Regions from separate parts of the Mus musculus genome. Here all the other regions are linked to region 1. The links are chromatin contacts, called in public promoter capture Hi-C maps. All regions are on one chromosome and are shown on one strand. Each heading gives the region's core, a stretch centred on a gene start, on an enhancer-like site or on the middle of the called end of the contact. The rest is flanking DNA. Distances are from core to core; before and after follow the strand shown.

Region 1 (4,370 bases), core at 1,186-3,685:
TTAACCTAAATCTTTCACTGGGCCAGTGGGGGTAAGGGCTCCCCAGAGGACCAGGGTTTCCCTCCCATAAAGCCATCACCCCAGCTGTCCAGACCTTCCCACCCCAGTTCTGTCACCTTCCGGATGATAGGCAAAGCTGCTGCTTCTCCTCTTCCTCCACGAAGCCAGGGGCAGAGGGCAACAGTTCTTCAACTGGCAGCTTTAGCTGGGTCAGGACATAAAGCTTGCCACTGAAGAACTACTGCGGCTCAGCCAGGTGAGGGTGTGGGAGGCACAGGTTCCTAAAAGGAAGGGGAGGAAAAAAAAAAACAGGAAAGCTGGGTGACAGGGCCAGCGACCCAGAGGCCATCCAAACCTGGCTCTAGCTGACTTTCAGTACCTTCTAATGAGGGGTTCTTGAATAAGAAGCAAGAGGCTTCTAAATGCACTTGCTTTGTGCCCCTTTACAGACTAGGAGCTGGCAACTCTTGGCAACCTGCTAAGGAGCCCAGCATCTTCGGCATTCAAAGGGCAGGGTGTAGAACCCAAGTCCCAAGTTAAAAAAAAAAATGTACTTCAGAAATATGAGCTCTGTGATCAACTCAAATGACTTGTTCTTAGGGAATTCAGCAGCAAGGAGGGTTTGTGTAGGGTTAGAAATGGGAGGGGCACTAGAGTTGGAAGGTCAGCAGGGGCTCTCAGGAGTCTGAGGGAGGACAGCTGACCAAAGGCAGGAGGGGAGGGAGGTATGGGTAGGGTGGCTGGGCAGCTTCCTCAGGACTAGAGATGCCAGGCATTCCGCTTGCACATTCCGGGTACATCTGGTATGAATTCCAGGCTGTCTGCCGGCCCCTCCACGTCTGAACTTTGTTCCAAGTTCCAAGCCCCGCCCCCACAGTTCCAACGCATGAATCAGCAGTAAAAGCCGGGGCCCTACAGCATGGCTCAGGGAGGGGGCTGGGGGCGTGGCAGGCTAGAGGGCTGGGAGCCCGAGAGGGTGGTTCTGCACAGTCAGTCCAAGGACATGGCCACTGCCAGATAGAAGGGCCAAGGAGACTTTGCCTTGGGATTTCTATTTTCAGAGAGTGGAAAGATTACACTAGGGTGGGCAACTTTCAAATTCCAAAAGCCTCTTGGGAAGTATAAACTTTGTCGGATCTTCCTTCTCCTAGGTGATCAGTCTCTGTCCACTTCTCTCTGCCCAGGATAGCTCTGTTCAGGCCACAGGGTTCACTGGCTGCTGAGAGTTTGTGCCAAGCAGGTGCCCTTGGCTGCGGGGCGGGGTGGGCCCAGGGCACTGACCCTCTGACCAGCTGCTCCATCAACTCTCTGGCACCATGACAGCTTCTAGCCTACTCTAACAGCCAGGGTGACAGGCCAAATGAGTTGGAGACTGAAACTAGGGCCAGAGGGAGGTGGGAACGTTAGCCTAACCGGAGGCCGTGGGGAGGGGCCAAGAGTTGGCCAGGAGGTGGGGAGAGAGGGAGCCCAGCGATGACTAACCCAGGCGCCCCACCCAGCCAGCCGGCTTCCCAGGCAGTCAGGCCAAGCCCGGGCTAGGGGCCTCTCTACCGGACATACTAGGGGGGAGGTGCAAAGGTGACCTTCTCTCTGTCCAAGACAGCCAGTTAGGCTGGGAGGGGGGGTGCGGGTAGAGTTTCCAGGCACTCCTCCTGTCCGCCCCCCCAACCTCCGCCCAACCCGCGGTGAAACCCTAACCTTTGGGTTGCATAAGGCCTCCGCACCGCCGCCCCCTACTCCTTTCCCCTCCCCCCTTACATAACATCCCCGGGAGGGAACGAGAGGAGGGGCCGGACCGCCCAGCGACCCCTTCCCTGCCAGGGACTTGAACTGGCCCTGACCCAGTCAGCGCCGGTAGAGGCAATGCACCTCCGCACCCCTCGCTCGTCCAGATCCTCCCTAGGCTAAATGGTCAGCTCGGGCATCCTCAAACCAAAGGGCGTCGGGGTTAGACGCCCCCGGCCCTCTGGCCTCTCATATTCCTCCCCAGTTACTTCTCCAAACCTTCTGCCACGACTCCTGTCCGGGACTCTCTCTTTAAACGTCCAGACACACTACTCGGGAGAGTCCAGGCTCCTCTCCCAAGAGCGCCCCTGTCCCCGCCGCCCCCTCTCCCCTCCCCCAGAAGGGCAGGGTGTGGCCGTCAGGACCCTACTTTCCCCATCACCCGGTTACCGCGGTTCCCCCCGGGATGACCGGGTCCCCAGATCACACCCACCTGATGCTGGGTGCGGGGGTTGCTGTGGACAGAGGAGCAAAATCACTGCGACCTGTCCGCACGGCCGACCGCTCTGTCTCTTCCCAGCGCCCAGCACACACCGGCTCCAGTCTCCGATCAGCTGGCGGCGTCGTGACGCACGAGCTGCGAATGAACCACCCAGGGCCAATCACCGCCCATTGCTGGGCAACGTGACCACACCCACTCGGGGGCGCCAGCACCTCTGCTTACTCCCGCCCATTCAGGCGTCTGGGCTCTGATTGGCAAGGAGGCCACCCCCTTGCCTGGAGGAGCTTCTCTAAGCCACGCCTACCAACTAACCAACTGGCCAATGGCTGAAAAGGTGTGGCTAACCCTCGGCCTAGGCGACTTGCTTAGACCAGCTTTACGTCAAACTACAGTTTAAAGAGCAGAAGGAAGTATAGGCGTGTATTTTTGCAGTGCATTCCGGTCAATGAAGTTCTTACGGTGACACTCAGCTTCCCAGAATGCAGCGCGCTCTGTGAGTTGGCATTTTTAAACTGATCTCTGACTCGGTCGCGGGGAAGTCCTTAAAGGGCTACAGCCCCTCCTTCTTGGAACTTCTTTTAGCCTCAAAACTGATTCACAGGAGGCCTGAGCTAAGCGAAGGTGGAGCACGCGAAGCAACAGGAGTGAGTAGAACTAAAGATGGAAGCCAGCCACCGATGCAGCAGAACACCCGAAGTCTTTTTTTTTTTCCACAAATAGGACTTTTTTTTTTTCGGGGTATAGGGACCACTGTCACTCGCACGGCCCCAGTCTTCACTGGAGAGCTAGCTCGAGGTCTTCGGGGTATAGGGACAAATGTCACCCGCACAGGCCCAATCTTCACTGGAGGTCTAGTCTATCCCTCGTGGGTTTAGTGAAATCTTTTCTAGTGAATGTCTCGTCTTAGTCGCTGAAGAGCCCACGGCTTCTCAAGGGGCACGTTCTTAACAAAGGATTCGCCCTCACTTTTAGAGAGGAAGCGTCTTTTTAAAAATTAGGGGAAGATCTTTACCAAAGTAGTATCAACCAGAAACCCGGTTCTAAGATTAACACCCATTCAGTCCCGCCCTCCGAAACGCTTCTCTGACTCAGGCCTACTTAGGGAAGTGATTTCAAAGGTGGAGACCAATGAAGAGGCGGCTCCTTCCCTAGGGGCCAATCAGAGTCTGAAAGGCGGGGGATGGGCAAAAACCGAAATGAACCCAATGACTTGGCAAAAGCTGCTGAATTGCTTATTTAAAGGGACAAGACTGGGACCACCTCTTCACTCCCTCCCCACCCCCAAAGAGAAACTTGTGGCCTGGGGTTCTTGACTTTTGAGTCATTTCTAAGAGCATCTAAGCTTTCTAAGTGAGAGCATCTGAGACAAAGAAATGAGAGGGAAGCCTGAGATAGCCGCTTCTGTGTTAAATTAAGTATGGGCTCCACTAAGGTGACTGCTGGGCTTGCTTCAAATCCTGAGTTCAACGTTCAGAATATTGTGTCTTTAAGGAGACTTCCTGCCTTCCGCCCCAGTAACAGCTGATTGTTCGACCCCAGGGGACGAATCAGCCCTAACCACATCCTCCTTCTTACGTGTCTGTCCTTCTCCATCTCCTTTTTTCTGCCCTTCCCCCTCAACCCCGCCATGGGTGGTAATGGAACCCCAACCATAGCGGGTAAAATGTATGCTTCTCATGATCTTTTCTTCATCAACCCAAGAGTGACGCCTCTCCCCAACATCTGTCCCTTACTTATTCAGACTTCTGAGGAGATTGGAATGGGAGATATTTCCTGTCACCACTGTCAGTTAGTGGGGAGGCCACTGCTGGGGAGCCTGTCCTGGCGGCCGGCTGAATGTGGGTGCTCCAGGGGCTCCTGCGGATGATGCAGGGAAACTGAGCCCAAGCCTAAACAAGAAAGGCTGTGGAAGATAAGCCTAGTGGGTCAGAATCCAGTCTCCTGGACCAGCTCTTTGCTGCTTCAGTTGCTCTCTTCCTTCCTAGGTCAGCTGATTGATGGGGTCCTCCTGCCTTTACCCACTCACCCCACTTTTAACTTCTCAGATGCCACTTATCTTTGACTTTTAACCCACTCCTGGGAAGACCCAGGTAAATGTGTTGCCCCAGCTCCAAGCTGGAGTCAGGGTCACTCCAGGACAAAC
Region 2 (4,370 bases), core at 1,250-3,749, 2.8 Mb before region 1:
TAAAAGGCTGTGAGCCCTATAGCTAGACAGAAAGTCATCTATTCTACTGTGCTAGCTTGGCTACTCCCCAGCCTCATGGTCGTTCACCTGTGACCTGAGCCTCATCAGCCCCACTCTGCTCCACCTGTGTTCTCATGGCCACTCCTGGTCCCTCCATATCTTCTTTTCTTCTTCCTCCCCCAACCCCTTCTCACTCCTCTGTGGGACCCCATGACTGGGACGGGAAGTCCTGCCTTCCCTCTCTCCTCTGCTCAGTCATTGGCTGAATCAGCTCTTTATTAACCAATCAGAGGTGACGGATAACAATTTTTGCATAACACTGAAACTGGAAGTGCTTAACCTGGCCAACTTCTGGACTGCAGTTAAAGAGAAGCATAGAAATTAGCATCTGAATAGATGATGCACAAACCCATCCCCCAAGAGGGCTAATCCAAGTTCTTCGTTTAAATGATTTTGATTTTTTGATTTTTATTTTTTTATCGAGACAGGGTTTCTCTGTGTAGTCCTAGCTGTCTTGGAACTCACTCTGTAGACCAGGCTGACCTGAAATTCAAAGAGATCCACCTGCCTCTGCTTCCTAAGTGTTGGGATTAAAGGAATGGCCCACCACCACCCGACTGCTAATTTGGATTTTTGTTTGTTGAGGCAGTGTCTCACTGTGTAGCACTGGCTGGTCTGAAATTCTCTAGGTAGAGTGGCTGTCTTCAGAGATCCTGCCTCTCTCTGCCTCCAGAATATTAAGACTAAATGCCTCCTGCTCTACCACCACCGCCCAGCCTAACTCCATTTTTATTTAGTAGAGCCAGAGCAGGAAACATTAAATTAAAACGTAGTAAAACTGCCGGGCAGTGGTGGCGCATGCCTTTAATCCCAGCACTTGGGAGGCAGCAGCAGGCGGATTTCTGAGTTCGAGGCCAGCCTGGTCTACAAAGTGAGTTCCAGGACAGCCAGGGCTACACAGAGAAACCCTGTCTCGAGAAAAAGAAAAAAAAAAAAAAAAAGAATGTAGTAAGCCTGAGTAGGTGTTTACTGAATGAGGTGGTTAGGAATGTAAAGACTACATACTCCCTGGACTAAACTGGTAAGACAGGTTCTGAGAGTTGTGAACAGACTAACCATCTTAGAAGGTCACTTCCTTTCTAGCAAATAGCATCATCAATCATTCAAATTATATCACAAGTACACCTCCTGTCGAACTTCATGACTTTATTTCCTCCAGTGTGGGGGCAGAAGCTTTCCGTATGCTCGGCAAATACTCTAACACTGAAGTAATTACCAGCCTTTGAACTTCTGTTGTTTTGAGACAGCCCCCACTATATAGGCTAGGCTGATCTTGAAGTTACAATCCTGCTTCAACCTTTTGAGTGCTACAATTACAGACCTAGGCCACCACGCCTGCCCATTAGTCTTGTTTTATTGTTTGATTCACTACTGTATTTCCTGTATCTAGAACAATACGAGACACACTAAAAGTGCTCTTTAAATCTAGGCCAAATGAATGAGCCCACGAATAAGTGAGTATTTTAATTGCACATGATAAAAAACAGACTTTCCTCTGCAATGTCTGTCAATGCTTAAATTCTTTACAAGAAAGTTATTGCTAAGTTAGAGTGTCAAAAAATATGAGCTAAAAATAGGTGACATTTAAAATCTGAGATTCAGCTTATGTTGTCTTGCTCTAAATGCTCCTCTCTCCAGCACAAAATAGTGGCAGCCCATGGAATCTGAAAGATTTTGAACCTGCACAGATTTGGATTAAACCCTGTCTCCATCATTCACTAGCTGGCTTTGAGCAATATCTCTAGGTCTATTTACTCACCTAAGAAAATAACTTTAGTATCTGTCCTCAATACAATGTTAAAAACCGGAAAGTATATATGTAACACGTTTGGCCCACAGCTCATCAAACAGAAACTAACATTAGGACTAAGTTTCCTTGGCAACTCGTCGTCCTCTTCAAGAAATAGGGCACGGCTAACTTTCCCAGACCACGCCCTCAGACTCCGAGGCCCCGCCCCTTCTAGGCTCACCCGGCCTAGGCAGCCCACCCAGAGCGGTGAGTCCCCCTCTGTACCTGACCCATAGCGCACGTCGTGAGAATGCAGTCGGACATTGTGGCGTGTATTGAGTAGCTTCACCACGGAGCCGCAAGTAACGACAGCCATGTTGGACGCTCCCACAGCGCTCCACAAACCACCCAACAACAGAAGCGACAAGACAGCCATCCTAGATCCGAGAGAACTAATCATCCAAGAAAATTAGGCCCGTCCCCGGAACCGGAAGCCGAGGGTAGAACTACGCCAAGATGGAAGAGAAGACTCCTTAACCTGAATCTTTATGGTTCCTTTGGCGAGAGCGGCTTAAAGAACACGCTGGCCCGGGAGGCCTTCGGGACCTCACTTTGTACTGGGTGCTCTGTGGCGGCTGCGTTCCTTAGGCGTTCGCGGACTCGGAACCAAAGCCCTAGACGCCGGAGGGGAAAAGACAGCAGGAAATGACCCTCCCACTCCCAGTGACAGAGAGCCGGAGGTGACGTACTACGTTAACGCAGCAGCGGCGACGGTGGTGGTGGTGGTGGCGGCGGCTGCGGAGGGCCCTTGCGGTGGGTCCGGACTATCCTTTTGCAGTCTCTGATCGGCGACTCCATTTTCTTCGGTGGGAGCTTAGCGTAGCGGAGAAGCAGCGGCCTTCAAGCAGGTAACGCTCAGCCTGGAGAGTGTGTTGCGTGTGTGGGTGCGCAGGTGGCGAGCCAGACTCCTGGGGCCTGGTCCCGTAAGGGAAGAAGCTTTGGGGTGCCCCACTGCGGGAAGGAAGGGGGCCCTGGCTTTCCCTGATCTGCCAGGGGGGAAAAGGACAGGAAAGTACCGTGATTGCTCAGAGTCTCCAGCCCTTTCTCCACGCGGTACCACCCGGAACCTGTGACCTGGGGTTACCTCTTGAATCAACAGGCTTTCTGGGATCCCATCTTCTCCGCGGCGTCTGGAATCTGGGCCACGCAAAAAATTGGGACTAGAAGAGAGACCTAAGGGTTTCTTTACTTGGCATCAGGTGATCGGATTAATTAGTCCGGCGTTTGGGTCCTGCTGAGCTTTCGAGAGTTCAGCCATGAGGCGGGTGTACTGTGCTGAATGTTAGCTCTTTACAAAATGTTGAGTAATTATACGGTTTTTTTTCCACATATGGGCAAGTCCCTTAATCCTTTCTAAAGATGCGAGTTTATACTTAAGTACCTGGAGCCTTCCATCTTGTATAATTCATTTCCTCGAACACTTGCCAAAGACCTATCATAAATATTAGAATTGGTTGTTAAATCAGAAATGTGTATTGTTTGACATCAGGTACTCGAGTATCTTAAGTAAAGCAGTTCCTCTGTATTACAGAAAGAATCGATTTCTGTTTTCCTTTAGGAGGCGGGTCTCCTGTAATAATTACATGAAAAGACACGGTAATACAAAGGTCATAGGGTAATTTGTTTTTCATCCCGCCCCACTCCATTCCCGCTGCTCCCCTTCTTCAGAATCCTCCATTACTTATTACTTTCATTAATTTGTGTGTGTGTGTGTGTGTGTGTGTGTATGCCTCAATTAGTTAATTTATGGTGGTTTACAAGTACATGGGTGAAGAAGTATTCAGAGAAGCCTGGGCTACAACCCTAAAGAAAATGTTCCCCTCCCCCAGCAACCATGAATTACTATCGATCCTTAGGGTTGGTGGGATCTCATGATGAGCCCCTCCCCCCTAGCAACCGTTAACTGCCCATAAACCTGTAGGAAGGGAGGAGCCTGGTCCCCCTCCCCAGCATTGAAGTATGCTACAATGTGTGGAAGTCGTTGAATTTAATTAATTTTGGGGAGAAAAAGTTTAGTTCTATTGTTGAACACTCACAGTTTGTGAGTCTTCAGTGTTTTAGTTACAAAACAATTATAGCAACAATGGAGAAGCTGAGCCAGGAGGATCATGGAATTTACGTTTTGGTTGCATTTGTAGACCCTGTCTCAAAAACAGCTCTCCCTTCAACCACGAGTTTAGAGCCCCTCTCCATGCCTAGTGTCCCACCACTACAGGCTTATTTTATTTGGTTGGCTTGTGTGACTATTAGATTAGACTAGATTAGATTGGTAAAGTATTTTTTGTTGTTTTTATTTTTTTCAAGACAGGGTTTCTCTGTATAGCCCTGGCTGTCCTGAAACTGACTCTGTAGACCAGGCTGGCCTCGAACTCAGAAATCCGCCTGCCTCTGCCTCCCAAGTGCTGGGATTAAAGGCATGCACCACCACTGCCTAGCTTAGACTGGCAAAGAATTAACACTCTCCAAATGAACTTAATCTTACTTACCAAGTGATATATCAAGCCAGAAAGTAGAACAGTCC
Region 3 (4,370 bases), core at 1,031-3,530, 2.7 Mb before region 1:
GCAAGTGGAGGAGGCCCTGAGCTTCACACCACTGGGCTCTGCACCTCTGGACCAGGAGCCCCTGCTGTGTGTGGACCTTGGCACTGCTCATTCAGCTGCTATCACTGGTGTGTAGGACCTAGGCATGGGAGGCCTGCAGGGGATTCGCCGGGCTTTGTCCAGACTTCTGCACCACTGTCCTTTCCTTGCTTGTCTTCTGTCTCCACAGCTTCTGGGGACTGCTATACTTTTGGCAGCAATCAACATGGACAGCTGGGCACCAGTTCCCGCAGGGTCAGCAGGGCACCCTGTCGGGTCCAAGGCCTGGAGGGCATCAAGATGGTGATGGTGGCCTGCGGGGATGCCTTCACTGTGGCCGTTGGGGCAGGTGAGGGTGGGCAAGATGCGGGTGGACCGGATGCAGGTGGACCACGGCAGGAATATGGTGGGTTATACTCACCACCTTCCTTGTGGAGTTGTTCTTGCTGTCCAGTGTTCAGCTGATTGCTTAGTTAATGCCCCACTCTTTCCAATTTTGGCAGAGGGGGAAGTGTATTCTTGGGGCAAAGGAACCCGAGGCCGACTGGGAAGGAGGGATGAGGATGCGGGGCTGCCTAGGCCAGTGCAGCTGGATGAGACTCATCCTTACATGGTGACTTCAGTGTCCTGCTGCCATGGGAACACTCTGCTGGCTGTTCGATGTGAGTTTTCTTCTCCTATCTCACCCACATCACTAGGGTGAACCCAACTCCCCTCTACTCCCCACTCTATCTTCCATAGTTATAACCCAAATTACCCACCCAGAGCAATCTTCTGCCCCCAGAAAAATGTGGGAAATGGGGAGGGGACGCCATTTCCCCCCTCAGGGAGAAAAGGCTGCTTCTATGGCTCTCCACACCTTGTGTGAATTCTTGCTCCTAATACTTCCTGGAGCCAGTTGATAGGAAAACTTCCCTTTCTGGCCTGGCAGGAGGGTTCTGGCTCCAGGGCCCAATGAAATCAAAGAGGGCTGATGCTTGCTGTAGGCGTTGCCTCCAGAAAGGCAGTAGTAGCTTCTCTTTGATACTCTTCAGCAGTCACAGATGAACCAGTTCCCCCCTGAGGCGACAGGATGATCCAAGAGACCACCTTTGAGTATTCTGAAAAATGCAGGTGCCCGAGGAATGACTGTTGTCAGCGTCCTGGATTGTGTCGTCAATGGGGTAGAAAGGCCAGTGAAGTCTACTCTGTTCCCCCAAGTCCCTGTCTCCAAAGCTCTTTATCTTAGTAAATATCTGCAAGGCTCCAGTCTGGCAGGGGTCAACAGAAGGACGGCCTTCAAAACCTTTGCTAAAAAAAAAAAACGCACCTTTCTCCAACCACCCTCAGCCCAGTTAGAAAGTAAGTCCCTGACGGTGTCCTCTTGGAGACTCATGCCATGCTTTGGAATAGGGCAAGCCAGGGCTTGTTTGGACTGGTCATTAGGCTAGCCTAATCTCTGCATAGCTTGCAGCTGATAGGTTGGAGGGAGCCCCCTTTTCTATCTTACCCTGAGGCAAGGGTTTGCACAACCCCTGCGAAGGCACCCCTCCCCACACACACCTCTTAGGGAGGGGGTGCTGGAGCTATTTTTTTGTTTGCTGAGGAGATACTGCTGAAAGGTTGCCCTTTCCCCAGGCTATTCACCAGACCTAGACTGGGGAGAAAGGTAACCCGACCAATTTCTCAAAGGTTTCAAAGTATCACTAATAAAAATATCAAATGCCTGCTTGGCTTATGATCTCTTACTGGGTGGGTGGAAGTGGCCGCTAGACACCCCAAGACTGGGTTGGGCCCGACTGTGGTTGCAGGGCAGCGGCCAGGAGGAATGTGGGCGCAGCCAGAGGCCTGAGGGCTGGGGCCGAGGTTCCGCTGGCCCAGCGCCCAGCCCAGTTTCCTTGCTCTAGCCTGGTTTACTGGGATCCTGTTGCCAGGCTTCGCTGCCTAGCACCTAGAAGCTAGGGCCCCGGGTCCCTGAGCGGCGCGTGGCGCAGGAGACCTTAAGGTGGCCTCTAAAGTGTCAAGTCTTTGTGGTGCGACCTGATAGGCACCATCGTAACGCAAGGGGACCCGCTTCTGGAAGACTCTCGGCCACACTCGGAGTTCCAGCGGGAAAGAGAAGCCTAATTTAACTTTCAAAGCCAGGGCAGAGTTCGGAGTGCGACAGCATTCGGAGTGAGGGGTTGTGGAGTGGGCGGGGCACGAGGGCGGGCTCTAGGACCATGGGGACGCGGCTCCGCCCCCTCTTCCGGCGGGCGGGGTTGCGGACCCGGGCCGGTCTCGGCCGCCAGTCGGCGCCGCCCGCAGCCGGGAAACGCGGCCCGAGCGAGGCGCGGGCTGTGGGGCCGCCGCGTGCCCGGCCCCGCTCGCCCGTGCCCGCTGCCAGCCCGCCATGCCCGGCTTCGACTACAAGTTCCTGGAGAAGCCCAAGCGGCGGCTGCTGTGCCCACTGTGCGGGAAGCCCATGCGCGAGCCTGTGCAGGTGTCTACTTGTGGCCACCGCTTCTGCGACACCTGCCTGCAGGAGTTTCTCAGGTGCGACCCGGGGCGGTGGGCCTCCGCCGGCAGTGCAGGGGGATGAGGGCGGTGCACGGGGGACGGGCTCGGGCCGGAGACACGTCGCGCCTTTGTCTGCGAGGCCGCCCGGTGACCTCAGGAGCGCCCACCATGATGTCAAGGGGCGGCAGTGACGTCAGGGCCCTGGGGAGGACCTTACGCACCCAAGCGTAGGGTCTCGGGTCCTACCTGCCCAGCTCCAGGTAGGAAAAACTGCCTCCCCACGCTCTGGCGGAGGGAAAGCCGCCCTTCCTGACCCGTAGCCGGCCCTTCCCCCCTACCTGAGAGCCCGAGCGGCCACAGTCTTGAACTTTGAATCCTTTAGGGAAGGGAAGGACAAAGCCTCTCTCTCCCGCGCGGCACTCAAGCCGCTGGAGTTTTCACCTGTCCAACCTCTTCTTTTCCTCTCTGACGTTGAGAGAGCGGCCGCTATTGTTCTCCCATTTCAGAGATTCAAAAAAATAAGGGCTGCGATTTGCCCAGGGTCACACGATTCAAGTCTTTAGCTGGGAATCCAGCCCGGGCTGCGTGTGGCCAAGCAGTAGAGGTTGGACTGTGACCTGCAGCCCTCCCCGCCTCTTAAGTGGGGAACCCTCCCTTGGGGTCTTGAGTACAATGGATGGTTGGTACATCGGCCACCCGGGTTGGTACTGAATGCCCTGTGCCCACTGAGGATCCAGGTCCTGCCTTGCGGCCTCAGGCATCGCTCACATTTCTGGGCACCCCTGGGCGGTCTTGAGGCTCCTGGCACTGAAGGCTGCATGTTGGAGGGGAGATCGGGGAGCCCCAACGCCCGTGGAGGTCGTGCTCTAGAGCACAAGGCAGGCTGAGTCTGCCGCGGTCCCGCGAGGGGAACTGGCAGGGAAAGCAATGTGGGACTTGTGCCTCAGTGCTTCGTCCCCACTGTCTTCCGAAGCCCCTGGCTGGCGGAAATCTCAGCAGGCCCTTTGTTTTTTGTTCCTAGCAGCCGCGGGCTCCTGCTCTCACATATGCTCCTGCTCAAGCTGCTGTGGTCCCCCCTCCTCCCTTCTTTTCTCCCTCCTCCCTCTGGCCCTCCTCCCTGAAATGTACACACTTAACTCCTCTACAGACACACACGGGCCCATTGTCTTCCCGGCTCCCTTCCTGGCCCTCTGGTTTCCAGATGAGGCCAGCTGAGCCAGCCCCCTCCTCCAGCTGACCCACCCTTACTGCCTCGGGGAAGGAGCCAGGAGGGGTCTGTCAGGCCTTGTTCCCTCCTTCACCTCCTTCTCAGTCCCCTCGAGGCTGCTTCTGCCCCTCCTCCTCCCGGAAATCCCCTCTTCCTCTCCCACTACCCCCTCCCCCCATCCTGTCTTCTCCCCTGGGCTTGGGCCTCCACTGCTCAGCCAGGAGCTGCCTCTGCCTTCTCCCCTCCCCCACGATCCAGTTGTGTTTAGTGGCTTCTGGAGGAAAGAGGTGATTGAGCAGGCTCTGCCTCCCCACTATCACCCCTACCCTACAAGTTAGGTTGTCCATAGCCTTGGCCAAACCTTTTGTCCTGGCTGGGCCCCAAGCTGCAGAGTTAGCTGCTGCCTGAAGCCTAGGGACCTGCCTTAGTCCCCTTGCTGTCTTCAAAACCACCGGGTCAGCACATTCCAGAAGCAGCCAAGTGGACCCCCCTCCCCCTTGGCCCACCCCTCTTTTACTCCTGCTGCTGCTGGCTATTACCCAGATTGAGCCAGGAAGGCTGCTCCTGGGTGCAGGCATAGCTCTTTAGTGCCTCACTTGGGTCCTTCGCATCAGGGACATGGCCAGTAGTGTGGACCAAGAGGAGGTGCTTTGATGGACTGGGCACC
Region 4 (4,370 bases), core at 1,375-3,874, 2.6 Mb before region 1:
AAGACAGCAAGGGCTCACTTCCCCCATGCCTCTAAAACAATTCATTCCTCTTATCTATGGATCTCTGGGGATCTAGTACAGCCACTCCCCACCTTCATTCAGCTAAAAGAAATCACTCCCCAATTTTCAAAAGGCCTCACTGTTTCAAGCTCTCGTTCCTCAGAGCCAGCAGGGCTAAAGTATCTGCCTTTCTGTGCACTTGAAAGGCATCCGCACTTATCTTTAGAAAGCTGTGTCTAGAAAAGCACTTTCCCTCCGTGGCAGCGCACAGTTTAACTCTGTCCTTCGCTTTATCCACCCTCAGCAACAAAGCCCCGGGAGCGCTCCTCCAGCCTCTCACAGAACCAGCCATCTCCTAGACCCTTACACAACTACCTACTTGTCCTTCTCACTTCACAGAAGAGATTTCTGGCAGAAGACTATAAACAACGAAGAAAAAGAGTTGAAAAGCTGTGGCTGTACACCACTCCAAAACAGAGAACGCCCTAGGGCAACCAGACTCTTGCAAAGGAAGCTTTTAAAATTAAAAAGTATCAGAGGCTGGCAGGCAATCTTCTATTATTATCAATCCCCTTTGCTTTCTTTGCAGGGCATTAAATAAACTTGTTCTTTTTCCTACAAAATAAAGAAGGCAGATCGGCTAGAGCTGGAGTTAACGATGATGGTGAACCATCATGTAAGTGCTAAAAATGGAACCTAGGCCCTCTTTAAGAGCAGCAAGTGCTCTAAACCACTGAGCCATCTCTCTAGGCTCCAAATAAACAAATTTTTAAAAATATAATAAGAGAAATCAGGGTTCAGGACAGCCAGGGCTACACAGAGAAACCTTGTCTTAAAAAAGAAGGAGGAGGAGAAGAAGAGAAAGAGGAAGAAGCAGCAGCAGCAGCAGCAGCAGCAGCAGCAACAGAAGAAGAAGAAGAAGAAGAAGAAGAAGAAGAAGAAGAAGAAGAAGAAGAGGAGGAGGAGGAGGAGGAGGAGGAGGAGGAGGAGGAGGAGGTAGCAGCAGCTGCCGACAGGGTAGGGAGGAGGTATGGGATGGGGAACCATCAGAGGATGGATCAGGAGGGGGATAAAATCTGGAGTGTAGAAAATGGACTAAATAATAATAATGATAATGATAATAATAATAATAGAAGCCTATTCTGGGCTTGATGATGGAAAACTGTAATCCCAGTTACTTTTAGGAGGCTGTGGCAGGGGTACTGAAAATTCAAGGGCAGCCTAGGTAATGTAGTGGCACCGTCTCAATTAAAACAAAACAAAACAAAATGGGCTGGTGATAGGGCACTTGCCTAGCACACTCAAAACCCAGGCTCAGGTTCCAGCATCAAGTAGAGGCTGGGGAGATAAATGGCTCAGTTAATAAACTGCTTGGCACACAAGCATTAACAGAGGAGCCCTCCCGAATCTCAGCCAGGTACGCCTATAACCCCAGCTACTGGGGAAACAGAGGCAAGACTGTTAATTCAAACTCAACTAGTGCTTGAATTCAAGACCAGCATAAGCAAGTTAGTGAAACTTAGTCTCAAAATAAAAAGCAAAAGGAAGGCTGAGAACATAGCTCAGTGCTTCAGGCTGTATTTGCTTCCTCTTGGGTCAGAAGCTGCATACCATGTAAAAAGGCACAGGAGTAGGGTACTTTTCCTATTCAATTTGACAGAGAATTTGTCACACCACGGAAGAAAGTGCTATTTCTACAGATGATCTGCTGTACTTATGCAGGGTGCACATATTTTTGTCTACTGAGGTTTTACAAATATGCTTTGTTTTGATGGAGAAATCAGTTACTCCATTAATAACCATAGAGTCTAAAATCTGATCGTATTGCTGGTACATACTAGCATCCGTATAGTATTTCCAATCTATAGGTTTCATAAGCTCTCTCAACCAATATATGAAGCTTACAAAAGCCCAGCATTTAATGCTGGATCTTCCAGAGAACCAGAAAGGTTAAGTGGGTCCTATCCAAGGTTATCGATCAGGTTTATCTGTGCTGGACTTGGTTCCAAACCTGACTCCATGTCCTTAGCTCTTTAACCTAGATTCCTCCTGAATTTAAACAGAGCTTCCGACTCCCAAGCTTTACCCAGGGCACATCATAACTCCAGTGACCAGTCCTTCTCTGACTGGTTCAGAGTGGACTTCTTCAGCTCCAGCACGGCTTTTATTTTCCACCACCCTTCCCCCCCAGCAACCATTCTCTGAAAGAAGCGGAAAGGGAGAGGCGACCCAAAGCTCCTGGGGGAAGGGATGATGACAAACCAGACAGCGCGAGGCACTGGTCCTGCCGTGTGCGCCCTCACTCCACGAAACGCAACCCCTTCCCTCCGCCAAGCTGTCCAGCTCTGGGACTCATGACCTAATCATCCATGCTCCAAATGCTCCACCATCATCACCTCAAACTATCCCTCCCCCACGACCTCCGTCCCCGACAAGTAGAAGCCACCCCGCTAGTCAGGGTGTCCTTCCACCACGCCATATCTGCATTCCTTAGAGTCCACTACCCTTAAACCACCACTCACTGTCGGTGACTGGGCCCGGCCCTCATGGCTGCTCCGTTGTCGCCGGTCGCCGCCACTGCTGCTCCACGCCCCAGCCTCTCAATCACAGCCGCCGTCCGGACTGGCCGGGAGCTGCTTCTGCGCCTGCGCAGCCCGGATTGCCCGGGGCCCTCTCCGGCAGTCAGCGCCTGCGCACCTCGCTCCGGGGACGTCTTTATCATTGCCTGATGTCCTGCTTCTCTGGGTCTCAAGTGGGCATGGCCGCTCGCTGGCCTTGGATATTTTAGGTCTTAGGGAATGTGGCTACTGAGCCTTCCTTTTAGGCCTCTAGAATATCTTGCCTAAATTACTAAAGTCTTGAATTGAGATTTATCCCACCAGAATTCTGGATCCTGCCTGCACTTAAAGACCAAATCTTTTAGGCGTGGAAGAAATTGCAGACTCGTTCCCTACTGTACATCTCTGACTACGGAGTCAGATCTTTTTGCAAACCGATAAAGAAGACCTTTATCCCTGTGTAGTAGTAGCACGTACCCAACAGTACTTGAAATATTAATACTTACGATTATGAGCGACTGGACGGACATCGATCCTAGTAGCCAAACTTCAGTCCTCTGCATCAGCAGCGAGTGCTCATAGTCGCTGAACATTTCTCCAGCCCCTATACAACTATATTTTTTTTTAAAGATTTATTTATTTATTATATGTAAGTACACTGTAGCTGTCTTCAGACACTCCAGAAGAGGGCGTCAGATCTTGTTACAGATGGTTGTGAGCCACCATGTGGTTGCTGGGATTTGAACTCTGGACCTTCGGAAGAACAGTCGGGTGCTCTTACCCACTGAGCCATCTCACCAGCCCATACAACTATATTTAATGGAACTCTTAAGTGTTTAATAAACTAACACCCGGACGGAATGGAGCACTCCATGAATCTTTGCAGAGGCAGGAGGATTTCTGTGAGTTTGAGGCTCTCCTGATCTACAGATGAAGTTCTAGGATATCCAGAGCTACATTTTTAAAAGAATTTGGGCTCTGGAGAGATGGCTCAGTGGTTAAGAGCACTGACTGCTCTTCCAGAGGTCCTGAGTTCAAATCCCAGCAACCACGTGGTAGCTCACAACCATCTGTAATGGGATCCAACACTCTCTTCTGGTGTGTCTGAGGACAGCTATAGTGTACTCATAAAATAAATAAATCAATCTTAAAAAAAAAAAAAAGAAATTGGTGTTACTTCTTTCTGTCTTTTTTTTTTTTTTTTTTTTTCAGAGAAGTACCCAGGAACCCGAAGGGTTTTCATGAAATGCTTACAAATGTATTAATACTGAGGTGATGATGACAACTTTGGCTATATAAGACAGAATCTCACTAGTATCCCAGACTGGTCTTGAATCCCATATGTAGTCCATGGTGGCCTTGAATTTGTGATCCTCCTGCCTCAGCCTCCTGAATAACAACATTACAGGCCTGAGCTACATTCCTGTCAGAGGCTTCTGTCTTTTAAAAATGTAAGTTGGTTGCTACAAATTGCTATGAACTAATTGGTATCTAATACAGTATACACAGGTGCAAATTTAATGAGTGAGTTGCCTCCTAACTGGTCTGGGATAGAGGGACTCAAATTTAATTAGGGTTGCTCACATAAGCCTTGGGGACTTGCTGATTACAGGAGTATGGTCAACTTACCAGTGGCTGGACAAAATGTGTCTCAGTTTCTTTCTTTTTCTTTTTCATTTTTCTCTTTTATTTTTTCTTTTGTCTTTAAAATGTCTTCCAGAGGCTGCAGAACTGGCTCAGTGTTTTAGAGCCCTTGTTACTATTCCTAGCACCTACACAGTGGTTCACAAACATCCAAAACTCCACTTCCAG
Region 5 (4,370 bases), core at 620-3,119, 2.4 Mb before region 1:
TTCCACTGTATGGCCACCAGATACACAGCAAAATGTTAAAATCAGAATCACGACTATAAGTTCTCTCATTGTCACTATAGCATTGTAGTGAGAGGGAAGTGTCCCCGGGCTGGGCTTGTGACTCAGGTAACAGAGTTTCAGCCTAACATTCATTGGTAAAGCCCTGGGTTTGGTCCTCAGCACCATATTAAACCAACATGATGGTACGGGTCTATTTTCCCAGGAGGTAGGGGCAGAAAAATCAGAAGTTCAAGGTCACCTGTGGAGGCAAAGCAGGTTGGAGGCCAGTTAAGCGATACATGAGACCCTGTATCCAAAAAAAACGAAAGAAAATACTAACAAGAAGTAAGTTTTGGAGCAGATAGACCTGGGTTCACATCTTAGCCTCTTGGCACACCTAGAATGGGTCCTTGGGCAGATCCTGCCATCTTTGTCTGTTTAGTGGTGTGTTTATGATTATAAACAACCAACCTCAAAAGTTAGTGTCTAAAAACAAGCATTTTATTTTACTTCATAAAACTGGGGAATGCTGACACAGCTTGGCTGTTGGGTCACGTGCCATGGACTGGGTCAGGTCATGGGTGGTTAGTTTGTCTGGACACAAGGTCCAAAATGGCTTCTCTTCCTATGTGTGACTTTTCTCATCTCTCTCTCTCACAGAGTGGCTGGACTTCTAACATGTTGGTTCAGGGTCTAAGAACGAGTGCTTCAACACAAGAAGATGTCCAAAGGCTTGGGTCAGAAAGAGGGTAGCAGTCACTGTATTCTATTGGGCAAGCATGTAATGGGAAAACCGACAGAGAACTTGAGGCTATCTCTAATCTGCTCAAAAAAAATGAGGATAAAAATACACACACACACATACAAAAAAAAAAAAAAATCCTGAGAATTTAATGAGATAATGTATTCCGAGGCAGATTTACCAGGAAGCTAATAAAACTTCAACCATGGGGCTCTCTAATTGAGCGGTCTCTTCGAAGTCCTGCCATCTAGTTTTGCATGACTAATTTTTTCTTTTTTTTTTTTTTTTCTCTTTTATTTTTAGTGCTGGGTGCTAAACCCAGGACCCCGAACATGCCAAACACAAAAGTCTACCGCTGAGCTAAGCCTCCAGGCCCCTTTCCCCTTTTATCTTAAAATGGACCCCCAAAGTGTATAAGAATCAGGACCTGCCAACCCTGGCTCTGTCCCCAGTGCCTGTAACAATCCCCATTGAGCCTGCTGCCTGGCACAGAAGGCTTCTCTGCACATGGCCCCTGTGTGTGCTGGCTGGTGCCTGGTTCCCCGTGTGCCTGAGGACAAGGTTCTTCCTCGCACTGTCCTTTCCTGGATTTTTTTTTTTCCTCTTCAGGATCATTTATTGTCCTTTTTTCAACATGAAAGTAAAACACACTGAGAATGATTTCATAATCACAAAACTGCCCTCCCAGTTGGCCCCTGCATCTACCCCCTGACCTCGCCACCCACCAGGGAGGAGGGCCATACCCTGGGCATCCTGCCAAGTTCTTGGCTGGCCGGGTAGCTCTCTGGAGGAAATCAAGCTGCAGAGAGGGAAGCCAGCAGGGGGAGGCAGCATTCCCGGGGCCCAGCTTGGTCTGGGAGGCATTGAAATTCCGGGCAAAGTCCTGAGACAAAGATCATAATGAGACAGGAAGGTGGCATGGGAAGGCGCCATTTGCATGACAATAATTGAGCCAAGAATAGCAAACTGGAGGGATGCAAGGGTGAGGCTAGCAGCTGAGCTGGGCGAAACCTCACAAATCAGTCCACCCAGCTCTGCTCTGCAGGGGGAGGCGGAGGCTGAGCCCTGTGCCAGGCTTTTTGGGGAGGGAAAGAAAGACAAGGACATGAGCCCCAAGGGATTGTGGGAACTCTAGTTTAGCTGGACTTTGCCTCCCTCCTCCCCCTGTAGCCTGGAGGTGCCTTTGTTTGCCTTCTCTTCAGTGGGCTTTGTGGCATCATGGCTGCTCAGACAGATTTCTGGGATGCTATTGTGATTGGAGCAGGCATCCAGGGCTGCTTTACCGCGTACCACCTGGCCAAACACTCCAAGAGCGTCCTCCTGCTGGAGCAGGTACACTGTGCCTTCTGCCCTTCTGCTATATAAGACTGTCCCCTCTTCTTTCCTCTCCTAGGGAGGGCTTTCCAGAATTTTTGGGCTATAAGTGAAGCCAAACGGTCAGACATCAGGAATTCTGTGCACTTCGTAGCTTCGTAGCCACTTCACGTGGATCTTGACAATGCAAAGAAAATTCCCACCCTTAAGTCCACGTGAGGTTTCTTGGTATACTCTTTTAAGTCTCTTAGTTCTTGCCCCGGATCAAGAAGTGTCCCACTTCTTTTCATTCTTGCAACCCTGTCTTGTCTTTGCCCACATGGTTGATACAACCAGAAAAAGAATCAATTCTGCTCTGGGTAACCTTAAATAAAGACAGTTTTGCCTAGAGGCAAAGGCTGATGTACCAGCTTTGGAGAAAGCTGCGTTTTCTCAGCTGCTCCTTCCAGAACCTAGCAGGAGCTGCTGTTGAATTCTTCCACCTTTGGGTAACAGCGACCTCCTCACTTGATGCCCGGGAACTAAGACACAGGTCGTCTTTCCTTAAAGGAAAAGTGATCACATGACTGCTTCAAATGAGGGTGGCACTGGGACCCTGCAGGGCCCCTCAGGGGTGGGGCCTATGCAATCTGTCAAGTTGAGTTTTCTACCCCTGTGGCTTCTTCCTTTCCATTCTGCCTTGCAGCTCTCTGAGCAGGTTACCACATCCTGGGAATTGTCTTCAGTTCCTCTGTTTTCCCAAAGCCCAAGGGATTTCTGTTACAACCTGCAGGAAAACCTCCATTTTGCTTCACCCCGCACCCCCCTAATCCTAAGATTGCTCCCTTATCCTGGGTACCTGAAGGCTCAGTGAGATGACATCCTTTTCCTGATCCGGAAAACCATGGGGCTCGATTTGCATAATCTGGAAGGTTTTCTGACTCTGCTTTTCTAGGCATCTAAGCAGGGTGTGAATTCAGTGGGATAATAGAAGGTTATTAACAAATGGATGGGTGGCTGCCAGGGCTATTTACAAAAGGAAAAATTTAGTCAGTGCTGAGGTACTATTGCTAACCAGAATGCCTGGCCAATCAGTGGGCCTCAAGGAGACCTGGAAGTATGGAAATATTTGAAAATATCTAGGCCTGGCGATGAGCACCTGAAAATCCCAGTTGCTCAGGAGACCAATGTAGGGGGATTGCAAGCTTAAGGCCTGCCTGGGCTACATAACATGACAGTGACTCAAATAAGAAATAAAAAGAGGTCTAGGGCAATAGATAGCTCATCTGCAGGGCACCTACTTGCCTCCTTTGTGCAAGGCCAGAGGTCTAGGCCCCAGGATTAGAAAGGAACCATTTGAAGCCTAAGATGGCTCCTAAAGAACAAAGGGAAGGCTGAGCCAAAGGGCAGTGACTTCCATTGTCTTTCTTGTCTTTCTTGTCAAGTTCTTTCTTCCCCATTCCCGAGGAAGCTCACATGGACAGAGCCGCATAATCAGAAAGGCTTATCCAGAGGACTTCTACACGATGATGATGAAGGAATGTTATCAGACATGGGCCCAGCTGGAGCGTGAAGCCGGAACCCAGTTACACAGGTGGGCGAGGGAGGAAGACCAGGAACACAGGGGACCCATCCCTCCAGGTGCTTTGAATGTGTGATGCTGTAAGGTGTGAACTTGAAATGCAACTGGAGGGACACAAGCCCAGGAGGGAGGTGCCAGTCATGTGGAGGCCTTCTGCTCACTGTCACAGATGCTGCTGGCCTCTGTACCTTTGAGTTCCAGGCCTGGTTAGATCCTGTGACCAAGGCTCTTACAGGTTGTTTTCTGAAAACTTAGAGGATGACCATGGACAGGTATCTAGAGCAGGCCTGCGCAAAGCCTTCCAGAGCCATCTTATAGGGCCTGCGTCAAAATCTATATAATTTTTTTGTTTTTTGTTTTTTGTTTTTTGAGATGGTTTCTCTGTGTAGCCCCGGCTGTCCTGGAACTCACTCTGTAGACCAGGCTGGCCTCGAACTCAGAAATCTGCCTGCCTCTGCCTCCCAAGTGCTGGGATTAAAGGCGTTAGCCACCACCGCCCGGCTAAAATCTATATTCTAACTCATGTCCTAACTTAAAAAATAGTATGTATAATGTATGTGTATGGATGTTTTGCCTACATACTTATATGTGCAACTACATATGTGCCTGGTGCCCAGAAAGGTCAAAAGAGAGTATTCAACCTTGGAACTGGAGTTACAGACAGTTGTGAGCTGCCATGTGGGTGCTAGGAATTGAACCTTGATTTTCTGCAAGAGCAACAAATACTCTTAACCACTGAGCCGTCTCTCCTGC

What was found. Promoter capture Hi-C pulls out the DNA fragments that hold promoters and counts their contacts.
Region 2: a contact with region 1 is called in a promoter capture Hi-C map of pre-B cells, with 3 times the contacts expected there. The contact joins the promoter of Sdf2 here to the promoter of Mir22hg in region 1. A contact is called at or near these places in 3 of 39 promoter capture datasets (cranial neural crest, liver and pre-B cells).
Region 3: a contact with region 1 is called in a promoter capture Hi-C map of liver, with 3 times the contacts expected there. The contact joins the promoter of Traf4 here to the promoter of Mir22hg in region 1. A contact is called at or near these places in 3 of 39 promoter capture datasets (erythroid cells, liver and pre-B cells) and 1 of 9 other capture datasets (liver).
Region 4: a promoter capture Hi-C map of liver shows a contact between it and region 1, with 5 times the contacts expected there. The contact joins the promoter of Fam222b here to the promoter of Mir22hg in region 1. A contact is called at or near these places in 2 of 39 promoter capture datasets (embryonic stem cells and liver).
Region 5: a contact with region 1 is called in a promoter capture Hi-C map of liver, with 4 times the contacts expected there. The contact joins the promoter of Pipox here to the promoter of Mir22hg in region 1.

Annotation. Positions count from the first base shown.
Region 1 is chr11:75,459,604-75,463,973 of GRCm38.p6, reverse strand. Mir22hg (Mir22 host gene (non-protein coding)) reads right to left here and starts at 2,435. Exons shown (of 3, transcript NR_030711.1): 1 at 2,219-2,435; 2 at 117-281. It overlaps Mir22 (microRNA 22), which reads right to left and starts at 258; the gene lies at 164-258.
Region 2 is chr11:78,243,875-78,248,244 of GRCm38.p6, reverse strand. Sdf2 (stromal cell derived factor 2) reads right to left here and starts at 2,499. Exons shown (of 3, transcript NM_009143.3): 1 at 2,075-2,499. The coding sequence starts at 2,249. Supt6 (SPT6, histone chaperone and transcription elongation factor) reads left to right here and starts at 2,542. Exons shown (of 37, transcript NM_009297.2): 1 at 2,542-2,697.
Region 3 is chr11:78,163,460-78,167,829 of GRCm38.p6, reverse strand. It overlaps Traf4 (TNF receptor associated factor 4), which reads left to right and starts at 2,280. Exons shown (of 7, transcript NM_009423.4): 1 at 2,280-2,532. The coding sequence starts at 2,390. It overlaps Nek8 (NIMA (never in mitosis gene a)-related expressed kinase 8), which reads left to right. Exons shown (of 15, transcript NM_080849.3): 12 at 1-107; 13 at 209-367; 14 at 522-680; 15 at 1,053-1,724. The coding sequence ends at 1,081.
Region 4 is chr11:78,092,944-78,097,313 of GRCm38.p6, reverse strand. Fam222b (family with sequence similarity 222, member B) reads right to left here and starts at 2,624. Exons shown (of 3, transcript NM_145430.3): 1 at 2,523-2,624.
Region 5 is chr11:77,891,371-77,895,740 of GRCm38.p6, reverse strand. Pipox (pipecolic acid oxidase) reads left to right here and starts at 1,869. Exons shown (of 8, transcript NM_008952.2): 1 at 1,869-2,074; 2 at 3,481-3,629. The coding sequence starts at 1,961.